2 separate regions of the Capsicum annuum genome follow, and region 1 is linked to region 2. A link is a contact called in public Hi-C data. All regions are on one chromosome and are shown on one strand. Each heading gives the region's core, a stretch centred on a gene start, on an enhancer-like site or on the middle of the called end of the contact. The rest is flanking DNA. Distances are from core to core; before and after follow the strand shown. Region 1 holds the start of LOC107870737. Region 2 holds the start of LOC107870752 (inositol-tetrakisphosphate 1-kinase 1).

The links. Hi-C and Micro-C count contacts between places; a contact is called where the count stands out from the background.
Region 1: a contact with region 2 is called in a Hi-C map of bud, with 4 times the contacts expected there. The contact joins the promoter of LOC107870737 here to the promoter of LOC107870752 in region 2. A contact is called at or near these places in 2 of 5 Hi-C or Micro-C datasets (bud and leaf).

The regions. Positions count from the first base shown.
Region 1 is chr1:18,597,021-18,604,692 of UCD10Xv1.1, reverse strand. LOC107870737 reads right to left here and starts at 5,338. Exons shown (of 4, transcript XM_016717354.2): 1 at 4,574-5,338; 2 at 2,580-2,850; 3 at 2,327-2,497; 4 at 1,577-2,085. The coding sequence starts at 4,833. The coding sequence ends at 1,963. LOC107870729 (RNA-binding protein 34) reads left to right here. Exons shown (of 6, transcript XM_016717341.2): 6 at 384-1,099. The coding sequence ends at 854.
Region 2 is chr1:18,448,327-18,455,705 of UCD10Xv1.1, reverse strand. It overlaps LOC107870752 (inositol-tetrakisphosphate 1-kinase 1), which reads left to right and starts at 1,971. Exons shown (of 2, transcript XM_047394747.1): 1 at 1,971-3,638. The coding sequence starts at 2,354. The coding sequence ends at 3,451. It also overlaps the pseudogene LOC107872687.

The sequences.
Region 1 (7,672 bases), core at 4,089-6,588, 150 kb before region 2:
TAATCAGCTCTTATGATGGGTCTTTTGATAATCTAGCTTTCTTACCTCAGTCTAGTTGATTGGAGCCAATTTCCCAATAAACAGATATGTAACCTGGCGATCTTTTATGATGGTTGGGATATCATGTTTGATTTGTGTCATTATTTGTCTATACAGGTCTTTTGATAAAGGAGTACTTTGTTAAACATGATAGACGGATTAGAAGGAATAATAAATTGGAAGAACGGTTCAGTTTGTAGGACTCTCATTTTTTTCTTTTCTAATAATTACAGAGTAGTTGAAGTTAATTCTCTTGCAAGGATGTGGGTCACTAATTTTTGAGTAAATCTATATCCTGGTTGTTGAACGTGAAGGTTGAGTTGTTCTTGTACTTTTGTTTGCAGGAGGCTGCGAACATTGTTTCTAGAAAGCGTAACTTGAAGCTGCGGGATCGCGAGCTGAGGGTGTCTCATTCTAAAGCAAATGCTACTCCATCTAAGAGGAAAAGCTTGCCAACCGAAGACAGATTCAGGTCACCAGCAAAGAAATTTGCTGTAGATTCAACTACACCAGGCAGTAGTAGCTATAAGGCGAAAACAAAGTCTGACCTCTCCTACCAGGGTGTGAAGGCAAGCAAATCTGGTGTTCAGAAGAAAACTCAATCGAAGATGAGTGACCGAGGAAAATTGAAACCTAAAACACAGATATCACAAAAGCCAAAGGAACGTACAGGAAAGAGGCCATCTGTTGCTGCCCGAAAAGCAAAAGCACTCAAGGCTGCTGCCTCTGGCTTGAAACAAACGGGAACAAAACGAAAGCTGGACAACCGAACACCAGACACTGCAGGCAGAAAGAAGAAATTTAGAAAATCTTAGGTCGTTACACTGTCAACAATGTCATACATGAAATAGTGTTCATCCATAAGTTCGCTTTTCAGGATCTTAGCTTTCTTCTATCTACGAATTAAATCGTGTACAACTCCGTCATTAATCAAGATTTAGTGGTTTGCGCTGTTGATTTATGTTCGTACGATTATTCTGGATTGTTGTATGGACATAATAAACAGACAATGTCCGAATATGTGGCTGATGCTATGGCAAACACACAAGGTTTTGGTTTATGCTAAAGGCCTTACCATTGTATTGTACTACTGCTGGAGCTGTGTTGTCTTTTCGTCATCAATAAAATCTTCATGTTACCCCCAAAAAAGAGACTTCTCTCTAGAGCCCTTGTACGATGGTCCTTCCCAACCCTACATGAATTTGGTTGCCCTTATCACGGCCAATCTTGAAATGATTTCTTTACCATGTGCTCACTTTTCTCCTTTCTAAAAAAATCCTTGAAAAGGTCCAATGACACCCAAAATTTAGCATATCCAATCAAGTTCAAGATTTAGGCTCTTCATTCGTCTAAATGTGGAACTTTAGGAAAAGAAAACACCAACATACTCGGTATAATTCCACAAGTGGGATATGAAAAGTTAAGTGTACGCTAACCTAAAACTCGTAAAGATAGAGATGTTTTTGATAAACCCTCGACTTAAAACTAAGCATATCCAAGTAGTTTGAAAAAGGGAATACGGAAATAATAAGAGCAATAACAACAACGAAATTTGTCCATAACGATGAAGCGTCATTTGTTTTCACTAAAGACATTTGAATCTGAACATTAAGAAAACAGTTGAAAGAAATGAATATAGGATCCAGGGCGACGTCTACAAATGGCATGTCAAATGTTTACTATTACATAACCATAACAAACAAATTTTCAAATGACATCAGATTCTTTTTCCTTTCTTTTGCAACTTCTAGCTAAACAAATGCTTCCGGATCAAATTCAATAGCAGCATAACTTTCACGGGCTGAGACTTGGCACAAATAACCTGCCTAATGCTAATATGTACAGATAATGAAGTCATGCCGAGGAAGGTTAATGGTATTCATGACACTTCACAATGTTTTTTGCTGATGCTGAACTCTGTAATTAGTTCTTGTTTCCGATCAATGTGGGCGTAACAGTTACAAGACCGATAAGGAAAAGTGTTGCTATAGAATGCATGTCATAGAGATCACCCACTGACTGCAATTCACCAAGAGTTATTCCAGCCTGCATTGTAATCCTTTGTCAGCAGAGTGAACCTCTAAAATCAATACAGCAGAAATAAACTAACATAGTAAAATATCTTAAAGTCTACTCCCTCTTTGCATCATAAATCTAAAATGGTAATGTAAGTCATTTTATTCTGAGGGTACAATAAACATGGACCAGAAACCATAAAATCAGCTAAAACAAAATATATTCTGTCATTGGCACTTAGCATAAAGAGTTGAATAATGAGTATTAGTACCCTAACAGTGACATAAGCGGCTGGAATGATCCCAATGACAGTTGCAAAGAAGAATGTATGGTAAGGGACATCCACAATTGGTGAAGCGACATTGATAAATGTGTTTGGCAGAGTGGGTGTAACTCTCAAGAAAAGCATGTAGTTTAGCAGCCGCGTTCGCCTTCTAGCCACCTGATAGAACAGAGATACTTTACTGCAACAGTAACATTTAGGAAAGTAGACTATGATGACTGGTTTGCGAGTTGAAAATCACCTGGTCCCGGAAGAAAGTTAACTTATCAGGCCATAGTGAGAACACAAGGGGCCGCCCAATCAGTTTGGATAGGAAATAGCAAGATGATGCACCTGCAGTAGCGGTGAACACAACCAGTGCCACACCTCTGAAGACTCCAAAGAGAGATCCAGCAAGCAGTGACATGAAAACTGTTCCTGGGATCATAAATGTCTGCATAAAAATGTAGACCACACAGTATCCCACAAGGACCTGCACAGTATAGTCGCTAGTATAGCTCTCCAGGTGATCCCTACAAAACATTCAAACGATATGTGGTATAAAATCAAAAATCAATCCATATTCTAAAATATGCTTATGTAGAAATTAGTACAAAATAAGAACAAAGAAATATTCATGATATCATCTCCAACAATAAGGACCAAAGTTTGAAAATGCAGACTTGCATGCATGTTCAACTACGAGTGCAGTATTTTGCATAACCATAATGCCAGATGTTCAATTACAAGCCTACTTTGTGGATATGTATGGATATGCTTGCACAAATACACAGCTGTAGCATTTTAAGTGCACAGTTCAAAGCAAGGACATCTTGGGATATTTCACCAACAAGTTTAGTGAACGAACTTGACTTTCTTTTTTAGAGATTGGTAACAACAAACTTGACCTTCTCAGCTGTTGGTTGATCAATGCCTGACCAAGTATTCCAATCACGCAATGGTGTACAAGCGACTTTACTGCTTAGAATTAAGGGGTCGTTTGGTACACTCCATGAGATAAGTAAGGATATCCCATGAGGCGGGATAATAATTCCACCATTTTAGTACAAATGGTGGGATAACATAGTCCTGGGATTAAGTAATACTTGACACCAAACATGGGATAAAGTTAATCCCAAACTTTATCCCGGAATTATTTTTCTTATCCCTTCTACCAAACGACCCCCATAGTTTAATGCTTTCCTTTATTTGTTGCATTACACATGTTACATCTAAGAGTCGTTCTAATCACCATCCAATGGAATTTTACTTTGGCTCTCCATGAATTAGCAGACAATTGCAAGTGTTCGAGATGCCCCTAAAACCCCCAACTAAAATAGGCGCAGAGTTTTACTTCCAAATCCTTGAAACTAGTAAATGTTCGCAAAGAGAGATTATATTTAACCCCCTCAGGTTCATCCCCTGAAATTCATTGCAATATGACACAAGTGAACAACCAATGCACAGCTCGCGAACTACCCTCTTTTCACATTTAAAAAGATTGACAAAGCATCTATATACCGTGTCACCAATATTTTGTTTCCCTAACTTAACGCCAAATTATCAACAGTTCCCACATTCAACCTCGTTGTCAATTCCTACTCATCCCACCATTTAGCGCAATACACAAGATATTATAAACTTTCTACTTTGATCCACAAAATGCTAAAAGACTAAGTTTTCGGTCCTCTTTTCCTTCAAAACATCTGTCCACTCTGCTTAAATTTACAACCATTGGGGAATAGTGAATACTTCTCTAATTCAACCAGTTCAGCTGAATCAACTCCATCTAGATTCTCTTCTATGCTCCTAATGGATTTAGTATTTACATATGATTATCACACCACCATTATCACCTTTTCAAAGTCATCTTTTTTACAACTCTATAATAATGACCATACCCCTTTATGCACTTTACCATCCAACTTTTCACAACTCAACAAATTATCACTTTGTTCATTAAAAGTCTGCTCTTTTTTTCAATGATTTGGGAAGGAGGGACACACCAATTAAGCACTTTCTCATCCAGAAAAACTTATCAAGATAAAAAATGGACTAAACTAGATTAAGGAAAAACATGTTCAAAGGTACACTAAAACTCCAATTATGCACGAGATCCAAGGAAAGACTGGACCACAAGGTCTATAATAGACCGCCTTATACTGCATTTCTGCAAGAGGCTGTTTGCACGACTTGAACACGTGTGGTACATGACAACAACTAGAATTTAAAAAAAAATGTATGTCAAAAAAATACCTGAGTATTTGAAGATCTTCAAGATTTCTAGGAAGCTTAAGAAAGCTATAATCAGAAGCAGGCATGGTTAAATAAACACAACCAAGACCCATTACATAACCCAAAACAACACTAACAGCTACACCAATCTCCCAAAATGACAAAGGAAATTTAGCAGATTCCAATACATTAACAACAACAACACCACTTCCACCCATTTTCCCTTTCCCTTCAATTTCACATTTCAATGATGATGAACATGTTCCAACTTCTCCCTCCATTTTTTACCAAAAATTTCAACAATCCAATATATTTCAATCAAAATCTCACAACCCCAACAAATTTTCTTCGAAAAAAAAAAACAAAAATCTCAACAACCCAATAATTTTCAACAAAAATAACACAACCCCACCAAATTTTCTTGAGAAAAGGAAAAAGAAACAAAAAGTACAACAAAAGCAACAAGAAGTACAACAGAAATTAGAGGAGAGAAAGGAAATTGAATTTTATTTTTGTTTGCTTTAGCAATACTCTTTATTAATTCTCTATCCTTTCTCTCTCCGTATTTCTGTGTGCAAAAAAGGTCTGCTTTTTTCTGTGTTTTTGTCAATCAATTACGGAGGGAGATAAAGCATATTCGTTCATTCTCTGAGTAAAAACAAAAAGGTAGGGGAAGTTATGACAATTGTAGAATTTTAGGGGGTGATTGTGTAATTAAAGAAAAGTTAATAGTAAGAGAGAAGAAATGGTTGATGTGCGTTTACTTGCTACTCGTTAAACGTTTTCATCTCTTGTTAGATTACTAGATATGACATAAATAGAATTTAGGTAATTAATTATATTTTTAATATATTTTTAGATATTTTAAGTTGTTAATTATAATTTTGAATACTTTTTTAACTAATTTTTAAATAATATATGTTATATTCTTTGTTCAAATTTTTGTGGCATTAATAGGCAATTATATTTTTAAAATTTTAAATTATCGTTATTTATAATAATTTTTTTCTATTCTACTAATTGAAAGTGACATATTAAAATAATTATAAAAAATACCTGTCAAAAAAATTTAAGCGGATCCATATAAGACGCCAAGTTGATTTAAAAGATCGAGAGTTAATTTATCATTTTATATTTATTTTATTTTTTATTAAGTATTATTAATTTTTTAATACTTAAATGTAATAATTAATTATGAATAATATAGTAAAATCACGATTGAAGAAGCTCAAGTAGTCATTTCATTAATGTCTATTTTACTTTATTTTTAAATATTATTATTTTCTAATACATAAATAACTATAATAATTACTTGAATGGTATAGTAAAATTATGGTTAAAACAGCTGAAACAGACATGTCAACCATGAGTAGTCTGCTTCAGCTGCTTCATTGTCATTTATTATATAGGAGAATTACTTTAAAAAAATTCTTGTAAAAAATTTTAAGAGAGTCTCATATAGGTTGTTAAGTTAATTTAAAACATCATGAGTTAATTTTCATTAATTTTTGTCTATTTTATATTTTTTATTAAATATTATTAATTTTTTAATATACAGTTTACTTATAATAATTAATTAAGAGTGATACGATAAAATTACGGTTGAAGCAGCTGAAACAGACATGTCATAAATGTCTATTTTTTTCTAATTAAATATTATTAATTTTTTAATATGTAAATGACTTATAATATTTAATTAAGGATATAATAATTAATTAGGCGTGATATAGTAAAATTACGATTGGAGCAGATGAAACAGACATGTCATAAATGTCTATTTTATTTTTATTAAATATTATTAATTTTCTAATACATAAATAATTTGTAATAGTTAATTAGGGGTGATATAGTAAAACCACAGTTAAAACAGCTGAAGCAGGCATGAGGTCAAATTAGAAATGATATAGTAAAATAACGATTGAAGTAACTAAAATAAACATGTCACAAATATCTACTTCAATATTTTATTAAATATTATTAATTTTCTAATACATAAATAACTTATAATAATTAATTAGGGGTGACACAGTAAAATCACAATTGAAGCAGACATATCGACTCTGTGCTTGATTCAGCTGCTTATTCCCTCTTAATTATATAAGAGAATATATTGTGGTTTGCAATGCGCTCACTTTATTTCAATTTATGTGACAATTTTTAAATTTTTGAGATTTATATTTATATATATATATATATATATATATATATATATATCTTAAATTGTCATGTGATTTAATATAACACATTTTAGTATTGTACTATTATATTGTATGAACGAAGAATTCTCGCTCTATAGAAGTCTAAAGCATTTTTCTTCTAGAAAAGGATAAATATGGAATAATTTTGTTTCGATCAGTAAAAAAAAAAAAAAAAAAAAAAAATAATATGATGAAATTCAAATAAGATGGAAAATTCAGGCAAATTTTCATATATTAGAAGAGGTGGTTTTAACATGTGAGTTTTTTGTCTTTAAATTCTAGGTCTTTAAAATAAGTTTTAAGCTTAATTTGATAATTTTTTGTACTTTGTTTTTGGCAAAATGACATTTTGGACCCCTCTATTATGTTGATTTTGTAAGTTGGACACTTCTACTTACATGTTTATCATCTGGACCCCTGAATCCACTAAAAAACAACATTTTAAATGCTTTTTCGGTGAGTGTAACACACTCTCTCCACGTCAGCTGTCATGTCAGCTTCCACGTCATTTTTAAATATAAAAAATATTAAATATTAAATAAATAAATAAATTATTTTTAAAAAAACAAACCCCCCCCCCCCCCCCCCCCTGCATTTTCCTCTTTTCCCTCTTTCTTCATCTTTTCTTTCTCTTTCCCCAGTTCTTATTCTCTCTCTCTCTTTCGTCTGGTTCTTCTTCTACTCTCTCTCTCTTCTCCTTCTCCTTTTCTTTATAAACCCCAATTAATATAATCTACTTCAATGAATAAAAAAAATAGTTAAAATTGTTAGATTTTATAAAAAAAAAAATCATATGAATTCAAGATCCATTGATTGTGTTTAGTTATTTGGTGTGAAATTTTGAATTTTTTTGTTAGCAGGTGATTTCATGGTAAAATTGAAATGCAATTGAAATTTAAAATTTTTTTAAAATTAATTTCAT
Region 2 (7,379 bases), core at 722-3,221:
ATCATTTATTAAGGAATTATAGTTATTTACATTAATAAAAGAAATTAAAATTGCCTATATGATCATGTTTCTTCTGAGAGGATCGCTTAGAGCTAACTTAATTTAGATCATCATGCCATATACCTTAATAAGACCGATTTTGTTGTCTAGCTCATATTTGACTTTGCTTCCTTTTGATATCTGAATGACCTACATGAATGCATTGTAGAGATCACAATAACACCAAATTAAGATTTTCATACAAACAAAAAATATAGTAATAAAACTTTCTTATTTTTCTAGACCCATTTACATGAAAGACTTAATGATCCCAATATGCTAAAATCCCCCGCAATTGAGATAAACAAATAAAAGAAATGAAGAGGCCGTTGACAGTCATTTTTCTCAAGACGACAAAGATATGAAAATAATATTCAGTTTATGACCGTATTTTGAAACAAATACTAAAAAAGTGATAGATGGTAGGAGAAACAGATTCTCGTAGGATGCATGGATTGTCATACTCCTAAAAAAAATACAATAAATAAAGTTTATTAACAAACATAATGATGATATGTTAGATCTCATGATTTATTCACAATTAAACTAAATATGTATAATAAAAAATTAAAAGAAAATTCATAAATTATATTTAGTTCCTTTTAGGTGCGGAATTTTTCCTTTTTTTTATCCTAAATATTTAAATAATAATTTAATAATAATTATTTTTTTAAAAATAGTAAATGACGATTTTGTCTATTATGGAGTGTTTTAATGAAGGGTAAAAAGTTCAAATCACTTTTCTAAGGGTCTTTACACTTTTAATATATTATAGATATAGATTATATATATAGATTATAGATCACAGATATAAATATAGATTATAGATTATAGATATAGATATAGATTATAGATTATAGATAAAATTAAAAGAGAATTCATAAATTCATATAACAAAGAAGGCTAGAAAACTCTAGTCATGAACGTAAGAAGAAAACTTTAATTAATTATCAATTATCAAAATAATTTTTTTTTCAAGTAAACTTTGATTAAAATATGACTTAAATAGAATTCTAGACATTTTTTATATAAGGTAAAAAAATTATATAAGGTAAAATTTTATATGATTTAGAAGTTTTATATAAGGTAAAATTCTAATTTATTTAGAAGTGTTAAATAATACAATTTCATAGCTGAATCAAATAATTTTTTTCCTTTTGCGTAAATTAAAAAAATATATATATATTTTGATTAATAATTTTTTTTTTCTTAAAAGTTTCCATGCGTGTTTCCTTTTAAACAAACACAATTTTGGTTCTTAATTCTTTTCCCTTTTACATCACTTTTCTCCTAAAATATTGCATATGATTCCTAATAAAAAATTTCATACATTAGATTTAATTCCTTTTAGGTGTGAGATTTTTCCTTTTTTTTGTTTATCCTAAGTATTTAAATAATAATTTATTATTAATTATTTTTAAAAAATAGTAATTTTTATCCTAAGTATTTAAATATTAATTTAATATTAATTATTTTTAAAAATAGTAAATGACGATTTTGTCTATTATGAAGTATTTTAATAAAGGACAAGAAGTTCAAATCACTTTTTTAAGGGTCTTCACACTTTTAATATATTATATATATAGATTATAGATATAGATTATAAATATAGATATCTTTTATACTTGCTATTAAATATTATTCATCATTAAATGTATTTTTAAAGTATAACATTTATTATATTCAAAAAATAATATAGTAAAATTATCTTATAAATTATTGTTTCTTAAATTTCTATCAATTTTACACTTGATATTAAATATTATTCATCATTGAATGCATTTTTTAAAGTATAATATTTGTTATATTCAAAAAATAATATAATAAAATTATGTTATAATTTATTGTTTGTTAAATTATGTGTCGTGGACAATTTAAAGTATAAAATTTGTTATATTAAAAATAGTCATTAATATTGACCTCATTAATTTTTGTCACCATTTTTCTCAAAATTGACGTCAGTCACCGGCTCACCGCATATCCTCTTAGGCACCAGCTCACCATCATCTTCCTCCGGTGCGGCGAGGATCAACATTTTCTCCTCAAATCACGCCACGTGTCTACCCCAACCTCAACGCCTGTCACTTTATCAAACCCTAAATCTCCCTCTCCCACCTATATATATAAATACCCCCATCTCTCCAATTCTCCTCTCTTCTTCCCCCTTCTCCGAAATCTACACTATTCATACACTTACAAAACACACACACACAGAGTAATGTCCATTCTGTGAGTTCACCTACAAATTCAATTGCACCCAATTTACGGTAAACTGTTTGTATATCTGGGTCGTAAGTCGGGTTATCGGGTCATCATGGCGGAGCCATTGAAGAGATACGGAATTGGATACGCATTAGCACCGAAGAAACAAGCGAGTTTCATTCAACTTTCCCTTATCAATCTCGCAAAAGAACGCGGTATCGATCTCATCAAAATCGATACAGACAAACCCTTAATTGATCAAGGACCGTTCGATTGTCTCCTCCATAAATTGTACGGTGATGATTGGAAGCGCCAACTGAAGCATTACAGCTCCGAAAACCCTAATTCGCTTATCATTGATTCGCCGGAGGCAATTGAGCGGTTGCATAACAGGATTTCGATGCTGCAAGCGGTAACGGAACTGGAAATCGAGTGCGAAACGGGAACGGCGTCGTTTGGGATACCTAAGCAAACGGTAATATACGATGCGAAAATTGTATGGGAAATTTACCTTGAAAACGAAGGGTTAAAATTTCCTGTTATTGCGAAGCCTTTAGTAGCTGATGGAAGTGCAAAATCGCATAAAATGTTGCTCGTCTTTAACAAAGACGGGTTGCGAAAATTGACGCCACCGATAGTTTTACAGGAGTTTGTTAATCATGGAGGAGTGATTTTCAAGGTGTATGTAGTCGGTGATTATGTGAAATGTGTGAAAAGGAAGTCCTTACCGGATGTTAAGGAAGATAATTTAGGGAGATTAGAGAGTTACTTGCCGTTTTCGCAGGTTTCGAATTTGAATAATTGTGAGAAGAATGATGATAAGTATTATAAGTTGATGAATTTGGAAAATGCTGAATTGCCCCCTTTGAGTTTGCTTACTGATATAGCTAGGGGACTTAGATTGGCAACGAAATTACATCTTTTTAATTTTGATGTGATTAGGGATAATAGAGTTGGGAATAGGTATCTTGTTATTGATATTAACTATTTCCCTGGGTACGCGAAAATGCCGAATTATGAGAGAGTGTTAACGGACTTTTTCTGGGATGTTTTGAATCGGAAAGATAAGGGTTTTGAGAGTTTAAAGAAGGTTAACTGCGAAAAGGAAGTTAGGGTTTTGGTGGGGAGTAGCGTATGTGGTGAGGATGAAGGAGCATTGCCCGTTTCATCTCTTAAGATAGAAGAAAATGAGAATCCTATTCAGGTGTGAAATGTGAATAGTAATGGGCGGCCCATTGCACTAAAGCTCCCGCTATGGCAGGTCCAGGGAGGGGCTTAATTATGTGAAATGTGAAGTGCAAAATTTGCTGAAGCATATCATTTTTCTCTTGCATTATAAAGGTTAAAGCAAGCTGCAGGGACTTATTTTAGGAGGGAGCTGGCACATCAGTTAATAAGTAGGTTCTTTGCTTTGATCAACTTAGATGGTAATCTTTGTTCAACTTGTACATTCTATCTTTGTAGTGAAATGGGTACATTTTCAGTATCTTTATCAGTTCTAGTTTTCCTTTAAGGCAATTGTTATTTCTGGCTGAAAATATCTTAAATTGTGCCTTTGATAATTTTGATAAATAAATTTTGCTGTTTTCCTCAGTGAGTGTTCCTTAAAGATTTTCTCCATTATGCTGGTTTACAACGTGGTCTTATTCTAAATTGCTCGGACTCTCCAAAAATGTTGTTGCACTTGTGTCGGATCTTCCAAAAAAATACCCTACCTTTGAAGGATTTGACACAACTGATGACATTTTTGACGAGTCCGAGCAACATAGGTCTTATTGGATAGGAATGTCACATTTTTCAAATGATGTCACTTACTGTGAAAATTGTATGGGAAATTTACCTAGAAAACGAATGGTTGAAATTTCCGGTTATTGCGAAGCCGTTAGTAGCTGATGGAAATGCGAAATCACCTAAAATGTTGCTTGTTTTTAACAAAGACGGGTTGCGGATAGTCTTACAGGAGTTTGGTAAACACGGAGGAGTGATTTTTAAGGTGTATGTAGTTGGTGATTATGTGAAATGTGTGAAGAGGAAGTCATTGCCGGATGTTAAGGAAGATAATTTAGGCAGATTAGAGAGTTACTTGTCGTTTTCGCAGGTTTCAAATTTTGAATAATTGCAAAAAAATGGTAAGTATTATAAGTTGATGAATTTGGAAAATGCTGAATTGCCTCTTTGAGTTTGATTACTGATATAGTTCGGGGACTTAGGTTGGCAACAAAATTACATCTTTTTATTTTTGATGTGATTAGGGATTATAGAGTTTGAAATAGGTATCTTGTTATTGGTATTAACTAATTCCCTGGGTATGTGAAATGCCGAATTATGAGAGAGTGTTAACAGACTTTTTCTGGGATGTATTAAATCAGAACGATAAGGAATTTGAGAGTTTAAAGAAGGTTCAATGTGAAAAGGAAGTTAGGGTTTTGGTGGGGAGTAGTGGGTGTGGTGAGGATGAAGGAACATTGCCTGTGTCACCTCTTAAGATAGAAGAAAATGAGAACCCTATTCAGGTGTGAAATGTGAAATGTAAAGGGTGGTCCAGTGCACTAACCCTTCCCCCTGTCCGCAGGGTCCGGGTGCAAAATTTGCTGAAGCATATGATTTTTCTCTTGCATTATGAAGGTTAAAGTAAGCTGCAGGGACTTATTCTTGGTAGGGAGTTGTTGGTACAGCAGTTAATAAGTAGGTTCTTTGCTTTGATCATGTCTTCTCAAAGCAATTAGATGGTAATCTTTGTTCAACTTGTACATTCAATCTTTGCAATGAAGTAGGTAACTTTTCAGTATCTTTATCTAGAAAATTTAAGTTTTTCCTTTGAGGCAATTGTTATTCCTGGCTGAAAATATCTTAAGTTGTGCCTTTGACAATTTTGATAAATGAATCTTGTTTTCCTCAGTGATTATTCTTATGCTGCTTTACAGGGTGGTCTTACTGCATATGAATTTTGCATTTTGAAATGATGTCACTTACTTGCTTATGTAATTTATTATTGCAAGAGGAATCAGATTCCCGAGGGATTTTTTTCTATGGGATCCGCGTGGCAGATTCTTGGTTGTCTCTCGCGTGGAAGTTATTATGAGATTATTTCTAGAGGAATATTCCTTTTCTGAACTACAATTTTATCAGAACCACAGTTCAAACCTTAATTTGGGAGCTTAAGACTGATTTGTTGAATATCAGTATCTTTTCTTGATAAGGTAAATAATTTTATTAATGTTGGGAAAAATCAGCTGGTTGTATCTTATGCTATAGTCTTGTCACAGGCAAATTTAGTTCATCATGAGTCATAAGGAAACCCCTTTTTGCATGTTTTATGTTCACATAATGTGGTTAATCATTAAATCTTATAGTTAGATTCACCAATAGGGAAGGCTCAGCTACACTAATGAATCTATTTATTCTTAATATCTCTTTCCTATTTGACACTTGACTGTAAATACTGATTCTCTTGCTCCTCTACTGTTATTCCTGCACTTTTTCTATTTAAGCAATATGACTGGAACATGTCTGATGAACATAAAACTATCAGTAGTATTGTCTTTTTTCCTGTAAGAATTTGCTGCCTAGTTGTTCGTGTTTAGGAAATGTTTGTCATAGATGCAATAGATTGTGTGTGTTGGTGGGTTTCTTGAAGATGGATTAGTATTAGGATATTAGTTTTACGTTTAGTTTATTCTTGTACTGCAGGGTTGTAAGACTGGAAAGGTTTTTTAGTTGTCAATGTTGGACATCCACATATGCACAAGGTGAATCTATAATATATTAAAAGTGTGAACATCTTTAAAAAAGTGATTTGAACTTTTTGCCTTCATTAAAAGACTCCATAATAGACAAAATCGTTTTTTCACCCTTTGCTTAAATTATTATTTAGTTATTTTAATAATATTAACTATAATATTGAATCCTAAAATATATATGAAAAGAAAAAATTAAGAGTCCTAAAATATATGGTAACAAACAAATATTAGGGTAAGAAGAAATAAAAAAAACTACTAAACTCCTAAGATTTAGGAACCGTAGTGTTTATGGCTTTAATTTTTTTTTTTTAAAATAAGACAATGAAGCCTATTTTGTATTAAATAAAAAATAAAGCAAAAGTCTAAAAGAACTATAAACAATGTACAGTAAATGTCTATTTGTAGTAGTTTATTATTTTTGGTATTTTTATTCTTCTAAAGTTGGTAGTTATTATGCAAAAAAAATATAAATTTACCATATTTAGAAAATTTCTTTGAAAAGGTTTTGGAATTATATAAATTGAGACTTCTTCTACAACAATACAATTGTATCTTCAATGAACATATGAAAAATAAAAAAAATACTTTTGGTCTTAGATCATTCTTTATTGTTTGCTTTAGAATTATTTTTTACGTCAAGAAATATTTTTGTAATATTAAATCTACTTTAAGGTGTATTGATTTTATAGGTATCTTGAAGATGGATGGTGATGATAATATCTATAGACAGTTAATGATTCGAATTTTGAAAGGGATTAAATTCGCGTGACAATTTTTAGTTTTGAATGATATAAATTATTGTAGCTATTCATTCTTATTTTTTTAATTTAACAATCTTTTCTTTATCTTCTTTTATGATATGATATGTAGTTTATCAAACTTTACGATAAAGAAAAAATTAGTATGATGAAAAGCATAATTAAATCTGCCTGTAGAAAAATACAATAACGGACAAAGAGACGCAACAAGAGACAAAGAAGAGAACGAGCAAATATTTCTCCAAAAGTATTCATGGTACGTAAGAGTTGTTGATAAGCGTTTCTCCAAAAGTATTCATGAATGAAGTAAAAGTTCAACGTATAGTACAATCCTTGAGTCTATTTGGCAGGACAAATGAAGCACGGGGTTTTGCTAAATTAAACTCACCTTTTGAGATTAGTTTTTTTAAATAATATTTTGAAAAGGCGGAATTGAGAATATTCATTATTATATGGGAATAATTTCTCTTTTGGTTAAATTTTTTTCCCCTTATATATATTTAACATTACTTGAATTAAGAAGTAGTGGTTGATATATGTTGTCACCAAAGCAAGTTAAAGATGTTAGGCATTATGTTTCGGTTCTGTTAAATATGTGTTAGGATTTTTCCAAAAGTATTCACAGTACAGAAGAGTTCAT